Linked DNA regions of Sus scrofa: region 1 is linked to region 2. Evidence: chromatin contacts called from public HiChIP or PLAC-seq data. All regions are on one chromosome and are shown on one strand. The core of a region is the stretch at or near the end of the contact, and the rest is flanking DNA. Distances in the headings are between cores, read along the strand shown.

Evidence for each region. HiChIP or PLAC-seq counts read pairs in DNA pulled down with a chosen protein or histone mark.
Region 1: an H3K27ac HiChIP or PLAC-seq map of skeletal muscle shows a contact between it and region 2. The contact joins two enhancer-like sites. A contact is called at or near these places in 2 of 2 datasets of contacts at active chromatin or transcription factors (alveolar macrophages and skeletal muscle).

Annotation. Positions count from the first base shown.
Region 1 is chr10:27,361,097-27,367,144 of Sscrofa11.1, forward strand. All of the region lies in intron 5 of C10H9orf3 (aminopeptidase O), which reads right to left. Among named protein-coding and RNA genes, the nearest start is that of C10H9orf3, 110 kb to the right of the region's middle. Within about 2 kb of position 3,790, at least 10 of the 83 cell types and tissues checked have an H3K27ac peak or open chromatin away from gene starts, as enhancers often do. A contact at or near this core is called in skeletal muscle, where this site is marked.
Region 2 is chr10:27,098,832-27,104,584 of Sscrofa11.1, forward strand. C10H9orf3 (aminopeptidase O) reads right to left here. Exons shown (of 19, transcript XR_002336299.1): 15 at 4,472-4,588. Among named protein-coding and RNA genes, the nearest start is that of MIR23B, 21 kb to the left of the region's middle. Within about 2 kb of position 2,595, at least 13 of the 83 cell types and tissues checked have an H3K27ac peak or open chromatin away from gene starts, as enhancers often do. A contact at or near this core is called in skeletal muscle, where this site is marked.

The DNA.
Region 1 (6,048 bases), core at 2,540-5,039, 260 kb after region 2:
GAGTAGCAGGCTGGGCCCTGCCTCCTATTTAAAATTGAGTTTGAGGTGATACGCTCTGGAATTATGTGGGAAGTGGTACATGGATATTCAACTGAGCTCTAAAAAATGTTTCAGGAGTTCCCCTTGTGGTTCAGTGGGTAATGAATCTGACTAGTATCCATGAGGATGCAGGTTGGATCCCTGACTTCCCTGAGTGTGTTAAAGATCTGGCGTTGCCGTGAGCTGTGGTGTGGGTCTCAGACGCAGCTCGAATCCCGTGTTGCTGTGCCTGTGGTGTAGGCCGGTGGTTACAGCTCCGATTGGTTCCCTAGCCTGAGAACCTCCATATGCCACGGCTGCGGCCCTAAAAATACACACACAAAGAAATGTCTCAGCAACTCTGCCACGATTCAACCAATTCCTTGAAGAGCCTGGAAATTCAGAAACATTTGGTTGTTTCCATAACCCACTACTTTTACTTCCCTTTCTATGTTTTCTGTATTCAGATCACGCTTGGCCTTCTGCCTAAGTCTGAAGATTAAGACCATTAAAAAAAATCTCTGTCTTCTCAACATCCTCCTATTTAAAAAAAGAGATAGCATTAGCTTTCCCCTTCATTTTTTCCTCAGTGTGATTCAAGAAGATTTTCCTGTTTCCTCCTTCACATTTTCTGATTTGAAACCTACGCAAAGGCATTATTTTGTAAGACCAGTTGCTGGCCTTTTGGTCTGAGCTCAGCACAGCCTCTTGATGGCCTACCTCTGGGGTACATGCTCTGCTCCTAGAAGCCCAGCTGCAGGTCTCCACACCAGCTAGTACCATTCACTCATCGCCAGGGCACAGCCTAAACAAATAAAACTGATGGCTCGAATTGTGTAAAATGATATCCAGTTCTCTTGACCAGAAAATCTGGCACTTCTTATAAAAATATCAAATACGTGGGTTCGTTTTTAAGAAAGACATTCTCTTTAAACTTCTCAAGTTATGGAGAATAGGATAAACACAATTTCACAGTCATTAAAATGAATGAAATCCAAAGAACAAGATCATTACAAAACTACTGAAAAGGAGATCACTGGGGCTTCCACGTGGTTTAGGAGATGAGGACTTGGCCTAAATAAGCAAGAGCTTCATGATGATGCATCAGGTTTACCTATGTCACTGCCATCCCTGCTTCACTGCATGGAGGTTCCTTCAAGTCTTGGTGAGCCATGCCCACGTGCTGATGTTCGATTGCTTTGGAAATTCCCCCAAACTGAAATTGCATGTGTTTCCATGTATAAAGTGGGGGACAAAGGAGATGCAGGCACACTCCCACTTCCCACAAGATGGCAGGCAACTTAACAGACTCTCTGTGCAAGGTACTGACTCTTTAGAATGCACCAAATGCGCTCATGCAACACTGTTTATAAAGTAAAACACTGGGAAAAATTCAAAAGATCTGGAAAAAATTAAAAAATGAGAAAACTCGGGGGAGGGAGTGGGATGGGCTGGGAGTCTGGGATTAATATATGCAAACTATTGCATTTGGAATGGATAAGCAATGAGATCCTGCTGTATGCATAGTGTTGGGAAGTATATCTAGTCACTTGTGATGGAGTATGATGGAGGATAATGTGAGAAAAAGAATGTATATATATGTGTGTGTGTGTGTATGTGAGAGAGAGAGACTGGGTCACTTCGCTGTACAGCAGAAAAATGACAGAACAGTGTAAACCAACTATAAGGGAAAAAATAAAAATCATTTAAAAAATGAGAAAACTCTCTAAGGCCTAATAATATAAAGAAATCAAGGACATAATGTGAAGTGATAAAAGCATAGTATAAGCAGGGTGTGTACTCAGCCTTTTTTTTTTTTTTGTATAAGAAAAAGGAGGAGGGGTAATCTACATAGTTTTATTGGCTATTTATTATTGCATCTGCATGAAGAGACTCTTAAAGAAACAACAGGCTCCAAATGGAGTTACATGTGCTAAGCCCCACATCAGCAAAGCAGAACCTACGACCTAATCTAATTGCAGTTTCAGCTTCCCCCAGGAGTGGAATTTTCTAATCAACATTAGTGAGGTAATCTGCATGATAGTTGCCCCCTTCTTCCATAGGGAAGGTGATTTTGCCTGAAACAACCCTTTCTTCTGTTCCATTTTGTACAGCTCCCTAGAGCACCTTTCTACTTGCTGTCCAATTCATGAATCACTGAATAAAGCTAATGAGATCTTCACATTTACTCAGTCAAATTTTGTTTTTTCTAACAGAACACAGGAGGTTATACAAAAAGCTAATAAAAGTATATAAGGAATGAGAGGAATGAGGTAGATGGGAGCAGAGGTGGGGAAGAAAAATAGAAAATAATTTTACTAAAGAAACGCTATTCAAAGGCTTTAAAGGTTGATTCCTTTGCAAAAGCATCTTGAGCCATTCCCATTCTGGTCCACAGGATTATCTCAACCAACATAGGCAGTGCTATTTACAAAATGCTGTGTGTACTTCTGGGAGAGGGACCTTGGAAAGGCTATCCAGTGGGGCTGGTCATCAAAAGAGAGTAGGGCAGGACACCTGGCCCTGCTGCTGCTTGTCCCCTCCATCCTGGCTTTATTTCCCACTCTAAGCCTCTCCATTCAGAAGCAGCAATACAGGGTTCTTTTGGAAGTTTCCATCAAGTGGTCCTTTCAAGCACAGATCAGATAATGTCTAATACAGACAACAGACCAGAGGTAGTTGCTTCAGGAGTGGACATGGCTCTATCTTGGATCCAGAGTGATGGGAACAGAGGTCAAGGTCACAGAGCTTTGTCTGGTGGACCCAAAGCCCCAGAGGAGCTTGGATGGTTCAGCTGAATCCAGGTGAGGTTATTAGATATGGAAAAAGCAACTAAGAAATGTATTTGACCTAGACCAAAACTGCCCATTGGTTTTATACCGCTGCCTTCTTCAACTTTCTTTTGAAGAGAAGAAAAGTTAACATGTATATTTAAACTACTAAAGGTCAAGCTGCATCCTTGAAGGAAAACCTAATCAGAATATAGTTGCTACTCTCAAATGCTCCTTCAGTGACTTGACAAATTCCATCTGTACTATCTGAGTAATCTGAACTCAGTAACTCAATGAAACAAACTTTTCATGTGTTTCTACTGCTATGGTAACATATCATACTTATTTTTATCTTCTCCCTGCAGCTATTATTTCAGAGAATCTTGGACATTTTGGGTTGGTAGGGACCTTAAAGTTTGTAATTCACACTAATAAGCAACAAATCTTAGGTGGTTTTTGACCCAGAAAACTACCCAGTTTCTCCAAGCCTACTGAAATATGGGGGCGATATTTGCTGAGGACCTACCAGGCAGCAGGCACTTTACACATGATCTTATCTAATGTGCCCAAGAGTCCTGGAGGGAGCAGGGAGTTCACAACCGAGTAACTGCACTGGGCGTCACAGTAGTCAACAGCACCATTGCATTAGCACCTGGTCTTTCTGATGCAAAGTCACGGCTCTCTTTCCAATCTCATACAGTGTCCCAAGCGTCATAAGGATAGGCACAGCCTCTGCAGAAGAGGCAGTAACAGCATGGCAGATCAAAAGGCTAACCAAGGGGAAACAAATGACATGAGAAGACACTGAGTGCACCTGGTGCGTAGGGCCTGCTCTTGCTTAGCTCACAACCCATGCGTGGGTCTGCAGGTTTCTATCACTCAGCTCAAGCAAACAACCCATCATTAGGATCCACTTGCCCTATGCCTCAGGGGCCAAGAGTCACAGAAGCCTAGGCCCCGATCCCAGCTGTCAGCACCTGCTGGGACTTATCGCCCTGCAAGATAAACTACTTGGCTGAGCAGAAAGGAGGCAAATCATGGGAGGGGCTGGGTACAGAGGCCTTGGTAACAGGGATTCCAGATCTCAGACAAGCTGGGGAGAGCTGCCACAACAGGGCTAGTCTTGAGGGAAACTATGGGGAGCCTGTAACAACTGGGCCGTGGGAGGGGTTGGAGAGCTTGTTTGTGAGGATCAAATGAGAGACTATATATAATATCTACACATACATATATAGACACTCCAACCTGTAAGGAATTAGATGGTGTCATCACTAAAGAAGGAAAACTACGGAGTTCCCTGTGGTTCAGCAGGTTAAGGATCCAATGTTATCACTGCTATGGCTCGGGTTGCTTCATGGTGTGAGTTTGATCCCTAGCCCCAGAATTTCTGCATGCTGTGGGTGTGACCAAAAAAAAAAAAAAAAAAAAAAAAAAAGAAAGAAAGAAAAAAAAAAAAGAAGGCTAGTATGGAAAGCATCCAGTGTGGCTCAAAGCCACTGACTCCTGTTTTTCAATCCTAAGGTCTAAGGATGCTTATGTTTGTAAAGACAAAGAAGAAGGAGCCCATATAAATTATTCAGGGCCCTGGTTGGTAATGTCACAATCGCAGCTCAACTAGTCTGGGCCAAATAAAAGGACCACAGACCCATGGGAAGGTCAGGGGCACACAAGTGAAGACCATCTGTCACCTGTATTTCGGCTTCACTTACATTCTCAGAGACCAGGATCCCCCTGGTGCTTGGAAACATAGACCAGCTGCCCTGACACCGCACCTCCTCTTCTTAGGCTGGCTCCACCCTTCATTCCAACCAGGACATCCCAGGGAAAGACTTGGGCCAGGATTCCAGCACAGAGGAGCCTCTGGGGCAGGGGTTATGACGCGTAAGTGGTTTGTGTCCCGTGGCAGAGGGAGTGTGATGTGCTGTCCTGGCCTGGGAGAGGTCCTAGGGTCTGAGGGGACAGGCTGGCTAGTACTGGTGTGCCTCCCAGGTCCCGAGTGAGACCTCAGAGAGCCATCCAGAGGGCCAGCAGAGACCGTCTGCTCCAGGCACCTCTGGAAGCCCACGTGGCTGGTGGTGGTGGTGACAACATGGGAAGGGTGACTGTCTAGACCAGGGCCTATTTCCTGTCAGACATTGGAGGAGGTGGTATAGAATGGTAAGATGGACATTTATTTGGTCTTGAGAACAAGCACCCTCTCTTGTCTCTACCTTCAGAAATACAGTAGAGATTTCCTTCAGCAAATTGGGGCCTTAGACATGGAAGCAAGGAAGAGGGGTTCCCTGAGTAGAGAGCTATGATCTGCCTCCTCATGTCACCTGAGACCATCCAAGCACTGGAAGGCATGAGGCTGAATCACCTGTCCATTCACTCTCCTCGCCCCAACCTTGGCGCACTACCTTGGACGGCCTTGGAAGGCAGGGGAGAGACTCAAAGTTCAAAAAGACAAAATTCAGGAGTTCCCATCGTGGCGCAGTGGAAACACATCCAACTAGGTACCGTGAAGTTTCGGATTCGATCCCTGGCTTTGCTCAGTGGGTTAAGGATCCGGTGTTGCTGTGAGCCATGGTGTAGGTCACAGACGTGGCTCAGATCCCGAGTTGCTGTGGCTGTGGTGCAGGCCGGCAGCTGCAGCTCCAATGGGACCCCCTAGCCTGGGAACCTCCATATGCTATGGATGTGACCCTAAAAAAAGGAAAAAAAAAGACAAAATTCAAACCGATGCAACAGAGATGGCCTTGGACCATATAGGAAAGGTCAGAATCATTCCTGAAGTGGTCTGTGTCCCCAGATACCACTTAAGCTGAGGAAGTACCTCCACCCCACCCCCAATCCCGGGGATCTGGTTACCAGAACAGGCACAGGGGCTGGGGTGGAGGGTCTGGAGCCTGGCAGGTTTTCTGGGTCCCATTTCCTGTGGTGGCCTGGGGAGCGGGGCCTGAGCCACCTACCAGGAGGGGTGCCTTGCTGAGCTCTGGGGTCTATAATCGACTGATTGCTTGCAGCTCTTTGAGGAGGCGATATCAAAGCCAGGAAGAAAGGGTTTGAAGCCAAGTGGAGGGGGTGAAGGAGCAGGGAAGACTGATTGGGGGCAGAGGGAATCTGGGGGTGGGGTGGGGGGTGGGGGAGGGGAGTGGGGGGAGCCTAAGAGAGGGGAGCGTTAGGCCAAGGGAGAAGAGAAATCCAAATTAAGTGAAAACAGCATTTGTAGCTGGGCCCCTCTCAGTCGAGTCCCGCCATGCAGGCATTAACCCTCCAT
Region 2 (5,753 bases), core at 1,345-3,844:
AGTGGCCACCAGCCATTTGGGGACCTGGGACCAAGTTCAGCTTGTTGCTAGGTCAATGACTCAGCCAGTACCAGGAAGAGTGGTAGCCGTGAGCAGAGACTGGGTGCCAGGGGAAGACAGATGCAGCACCCACTCTTTCGACCCCAAACTCACCTAAGGGGTCTCTTCCTTTCAACCAACACATCTTCCCCCAATACTGGGAGGGGATGACCTGGTGCTGATGGTGGCCTCTCCCTGAAAATTAATCTTCTGGCTCAACCTACCAACTGAGACATCAGAGCAGAGCATGGCACCACGGGGACTTTTCTGACTAACACGCACCACTCCCATCTAAGCCAGATGAGGCGGTGAGTTCCTGTTTGTTTCTGGATTTTCTGAACATTCATCTGAGGCGTCCCAGTTTCGAAATGTTCCACCGGAGTCTGTGGAAATAAGGTTGCTTCAAGGTCAGGCATGGGGCTCTTGAGGAAGAAAGGTCACAGGGCCAAGTTGCACAGAAGCCTCACCCCAGTACCATGGGAGAGCTATTTTTACAGCTTAAGAGACTTGCTGAAACTCATTTTTAAAAGGGTTTCAGAAAACAGCTTCTGTTCCAAGAATCAGTTGTCCAATATTTAAAAACCTTTATGGCTCTCTATTTGAACCGATCTGCTCAGAAACTACAGACGATGCATTTCTATGAACTAAGTTTCCTTCAGTCCATTTTCTCACCTGGGAGAGCAGCCCAGGATATGGCTGGAGGTTTGACTCCAGAGGTGGCACACGGTTGACTCCTGTAGTTAAGTGTTGGTTTCTAGGCTAAGGAATGCAAATATTCCTTCTCCAGCGACCTTCTTTTCAGACAAGAGTGCCACCCAAGAGGCAAGGCACAAAATGGCCTGAGAGGACACGTGTTACTGTGCCCGGCTTAGGATATTTGCGCTCACGCATTTTTCCTTTAAGATTCTGAACACACGGGGCAGACCTGTGTATTCCCACCACCCACAAGGCAGGCACATCAGCAACTCTGTGCCCCTGACATGCCAACAGCTGGTCACCATCACCATCAAGCTGGTCATCATGCTCAGAAATCCTGACCAACAGAACAGACATCCCGGGAACACAACTGATACACAAAAGCAACACAACTAATACAAATGTGGAGCAACACAGAAAGAATCAAATAAAATAAAAGAATGAAAGAATTAAAATAAACCTCCCAGGGGGCCAGTGTCAGTTCCCCCACCACCACCACTGAGAAGGAAGATGGGAGGGGACAGGGGCAGGGGGGAGGTGATGGCAAAGACGCTAAAATGACTACTGAACAGAAAGAAGGATCGGGGGCCACCCTAGCGCAGGCTTCTTGCACCACGGAGGCTCCCAGTACTTTCCAGAACATGCCGTTTTGCCAATAAGCGATGCGCTGGGCAATGAGGGGCTTAGACGAGCTAGGGAAGGGGTGGCCTCGCCCTCTCGAAAAGTGACTTCACATCTGTGCTTTTGGGAAGAGTGAGGGGAGCCTTTCTGTACCTCTTAAGGATGAGGAATAAAGCCCCCATTGCCAGGGGCACTCCCGGCTGCTGCGCACAGACGCCCAATTCAACAGCACAGTCCCGGCGCCTGGGGCAGCACCCTGAACAGGGTGTTGGGGCCTTAACTCGCATTTGCTCCCTGCCAGCAAAATAGCTCCAGGGCCACGTCCCACTGCAACCACTCCACACACAACCTGCCACATGCCAGTATCTTCAGCCATGTTTCAAATGACTACTATTTATTCCACATTAGCAAGCTCTGATAACAACTGAAAGGGACGATCCTGCTATGTTTGGTCAAGAAGCAGCACCTAGAACAGAGTCAGAATCCTCATTTTTCCACCAAATAACAAATCTTTCTCCCATGAAATGTTCTGTCACTTAAGATAAAGGCAGATGGCTAGTCAACAAAATTCCTGCTAATCAGTGTCACAATAAATCACATTTAACTAATAAAGTTTCTAGAAAACACCCTGGTTGGTCAAAATCCTGTTGCTTTTCTGGTTCTGAGTGACATTTCAAGGCAACCTCACAGTGAGCTAAGCCGTCAGTGTAACTGACCACATGCCGGGGCCCCAGAGGGCCTGGGAAGGGGCAAGGCAGTGGCACATGGTCAGGCCTCAGGGCCTCCCCTGATCTGGGCCCTGTGCCCCCCTGACCTCAACCCGAGGTCCCAAAGTAGGGGTCAACCAGCTCCAGAGGGGGCAGGCCAAACGGGCCCACAGCTAGTAGGAGTGGGGTGGACGTCTTAGAATAGTTTTAAAAAGGAACAGCACCAAGAAGAATTATCTTGAGATGTGATAATTATATGAAATTCAAGTTTCAGGGACCATAAACACCTTTACTGAAACAAGGCACGTCTGTTCGTGTACATGCTGTCACGGCAGCTTTGGAGCCACAGCAGCAGAGGGGACTAGTTAGTTGTGGCAGAAACTGTACGGCCTAAGCTATCAAAATCTGCTCCTTTACAGAAAAACTTGGCTGACCCCCTATGCCATGTTCAGACTCCTGTACCTGTTGTCACCTCCGTATGGAAACCAGCCCTGACCCTTGGCTTTACATGGCCAACTCATTCCTGTCCTTAGGTGCTGGCTCGAATGTCACATTCTCTTTGTGGCCTTTCCTGCACTCTACCTGGAGACACCCAGCCCATGTCACCAGTACTCTCCTTTGCTGCTCTTTATCTGAGGCTGTCCTGTTCATTTACGTATGAGCTGTCTTTCCAAAATACAAACTTCCTGAGGTTGACCCTCGCCACTGCTGCATCCCTGGTGCCTGGCAGAGTTAAGCATCCGTGAACCGCACGAATGCTGGGCACGCTAGCTACTCAAACCGAGCAGAGCTTTCCTCAGGCCTCAGTCTCTCATCACCAAAGAACCACATCTGAAGAGACTGCCCAGGCTTTGGGCATCGTGGTATATTTTGTGAGATTGAAAAACAAGCAACCAAAATAAAACTTGTTGTATTTCTCAAAGGTTTAAGAAGTTATATATAACAAGCAAGTTGAGCTGTAAGTTAAGAACAGGATGTGCTTTATGTTTATGCCAAGAGGAAGGGGTGGGGGCGGGGGAAACAGGGTCTCCCACCTCCCGGCTTCTGGACGAGGAGGGACAGGTGCCCGGCACCTGCTTTGATCCTCCCGCCTCCGTCTGTCCACTGCCTGCCCGTCACTGAGGCCTGGCATTTCAGTGGTATTCAGCTCTGATTAAAGCATAACCTCATGCCTATAAATAGAGCCCTCCTTTAAACACTAATTAAAAATAACAGGCTGGCATTTGGAAACTCCTATAAACAAAAATATAAAGAGCTGAAGTAAACAGTAACAGTTGCACATTTCATCTATGCTCAGATGGGTTAAAAAAAAAACTACATATGTCTTCTCTCTCTTTTTTACATTAAATCCTAAATTTTACGTTAAGGGCTTAAAAATGTATAACAAAGTCCATCTTACCATCTTTTAACCTAACAACAAGCCGGCTTTTCTCGATGTACTCCCTTTTAACAATGGCAAGATTAATCTGAATAATATTTAACCCACGGAGTCTAAAGTATCATTTTGACAAGGCGATCAACAAGAAAAAATTACTGGGGTATTTTGCTTCCTCTTTCTATCCTCTGGGTTCAATATCCACCATGCATTTCATAGCATCTCTCAATGTGAAGCAGCCACATACCAAGTGCTCAACGGCCACATGTGCCTGACGGCTGCCATCATGAACTGCACAGTTTTTACATATTCAGTAATTCTCTAAACACAAATCCAACTTACCTGCGTTTTAGGAGTTCTATATAAAACAGCTTTTCTGACTGCGTGCTTAAGTCTTTACTTCAGATGACTAAATACACTGCATAGTATTTTCCAGGTTTAAAAAACCCTGCAACTTGTCTTAGGATTCACACTGCATTCTTCACCATAAGCTAAAAGATATTAAGGACCACGTCAAATTGCTTTCCCATAAGCATCCAATTTTGCTTTTCAAACCACGGCTGTTAGCTTTAGTTTTCATTTCCTTTCCACATGGCTCCTTTCCTGTCCTAACTGAATGCTACCAAGAAGCACTGGCACATCTGAGCCAAGTTTCCTTAAGCATGCAACAGGACGGCACCACCATCGTGCATAAGATGACCCGCCTGAGTTCACAATTCAAAAACACTCAATTCAACCCGCCTATGCATTCCTTGAAGAGGCGTCTGTCCACCTTGGTGATTTAAGAAGAAAGAGGGGGAAAAACTCAGGACCTCATGCCCTGGCAATGACCGGGATCAGAGGCCCCCCACTGGAGCAAGCACCCCCAGAGAAGCAGTTCACCCTATGCCTCAAGTACGGCTCTTCACTGGTAAGCACACAGCACGGGTGTGGTTAATGGAAGAGCAGTTCCAACAGGTGGGGACTCAAGGGGACCATCATTCTTCACCCACGGGGAGGGCCCACAATTTAAGTCGAGGGCGTTCCTTGTTACCTCTGCATCCTGCTCCGGGAGGTGGTATGTCCGCTCAAGGCGTTGCAGGGTTCGAGGGTTCAAGGTCGTCTGCTCTAAGAGATGCTCCAGAAGCAAGAGCAGCTGGTCTGGAAGAAGCTGAGGGCAAAAACGAACAGCCCGTGAAGATGCCGTGCAGCTTTTGAGAAATTACACCCAAACGTTCAGACCGAAGACAGCAAATCAAGGGTAACTTGGGCACTTCCAGCCGCTGTCTGAAACACAGGAAGGCTGCTGACTTGACTCTGGTAAAACCTCAAGGTTTATTTATCTACTTATTTTTGTCTTTTTAGGCCCGAACCCATGGCACATGGAGGTTCCCAAGCCAAGGGTCGAATTGGAGCTGCAGCTGCAGGCCTACACCACAGGCTCCAAGCCAGGTCTGTGACCTAAACCACAGCTCAAGGCCTACGCCACAGGATCCTTAACCCACTGAACGAGGCCAGGGACCAAACCTGAATCCTCATGGATACCAGTCAGATTCATTTCCGCTGAGCTACGACGGGAACTCCAAAACCTCAAGGTTTACAGTGTATCCCCAAAGACTCTGCTTTCTGGGGCCTCATTAAGCCCTATTTTCCATGTCATTTCTATATTTAAGAGCAGATCAAAACTGTGTTTACCTTTTTAGGGTGTACACCGTATGTTTTTCTAAGGTGTACAATGTGATGATTTAATGTACATATACACATGGTGAATGATAAAAACTGCGCCTATTTTAACAAAACATTATCATAGTTTTATTAGATCTTTTTATTTACGGCATGCATATGACAGAAAGTGTCATTTAGCCTAGACAAATACTCAAGAAACCACGTAACCTTAGGTAAACACATGGTAGTTTAGCAGAAACATGAAGCAACTTTCAGATTTCCTTCTTTACCATATAAATCTTGAAAATGTATACCAAAAACTAAAGAGCATGTAATGGAACTAGAACCATGTCTCCCTCCATTATAAAAACTGTAAGTTCATTACATTATTCCATTAAAAAAAGGTTGTATATGTATATGATTATATGTGCATGTATGTATTATTTTATACACACACATACACCACACACACACACACACACACACACACAAGATCACCCATATTCCTGAGTTTTCATACTGGATAAGTAAAAATGGTGTTCTAGTTAAGGGCAGAGAGGAAATAGTTTTTACGTGGTTCAAAAATGAACTCATCTGTGAACAAACAATACTTATGAAATCCAAGAACTTAAAAATATCTGTCCTTTTCACTACTGTACCACAGTGCCTAG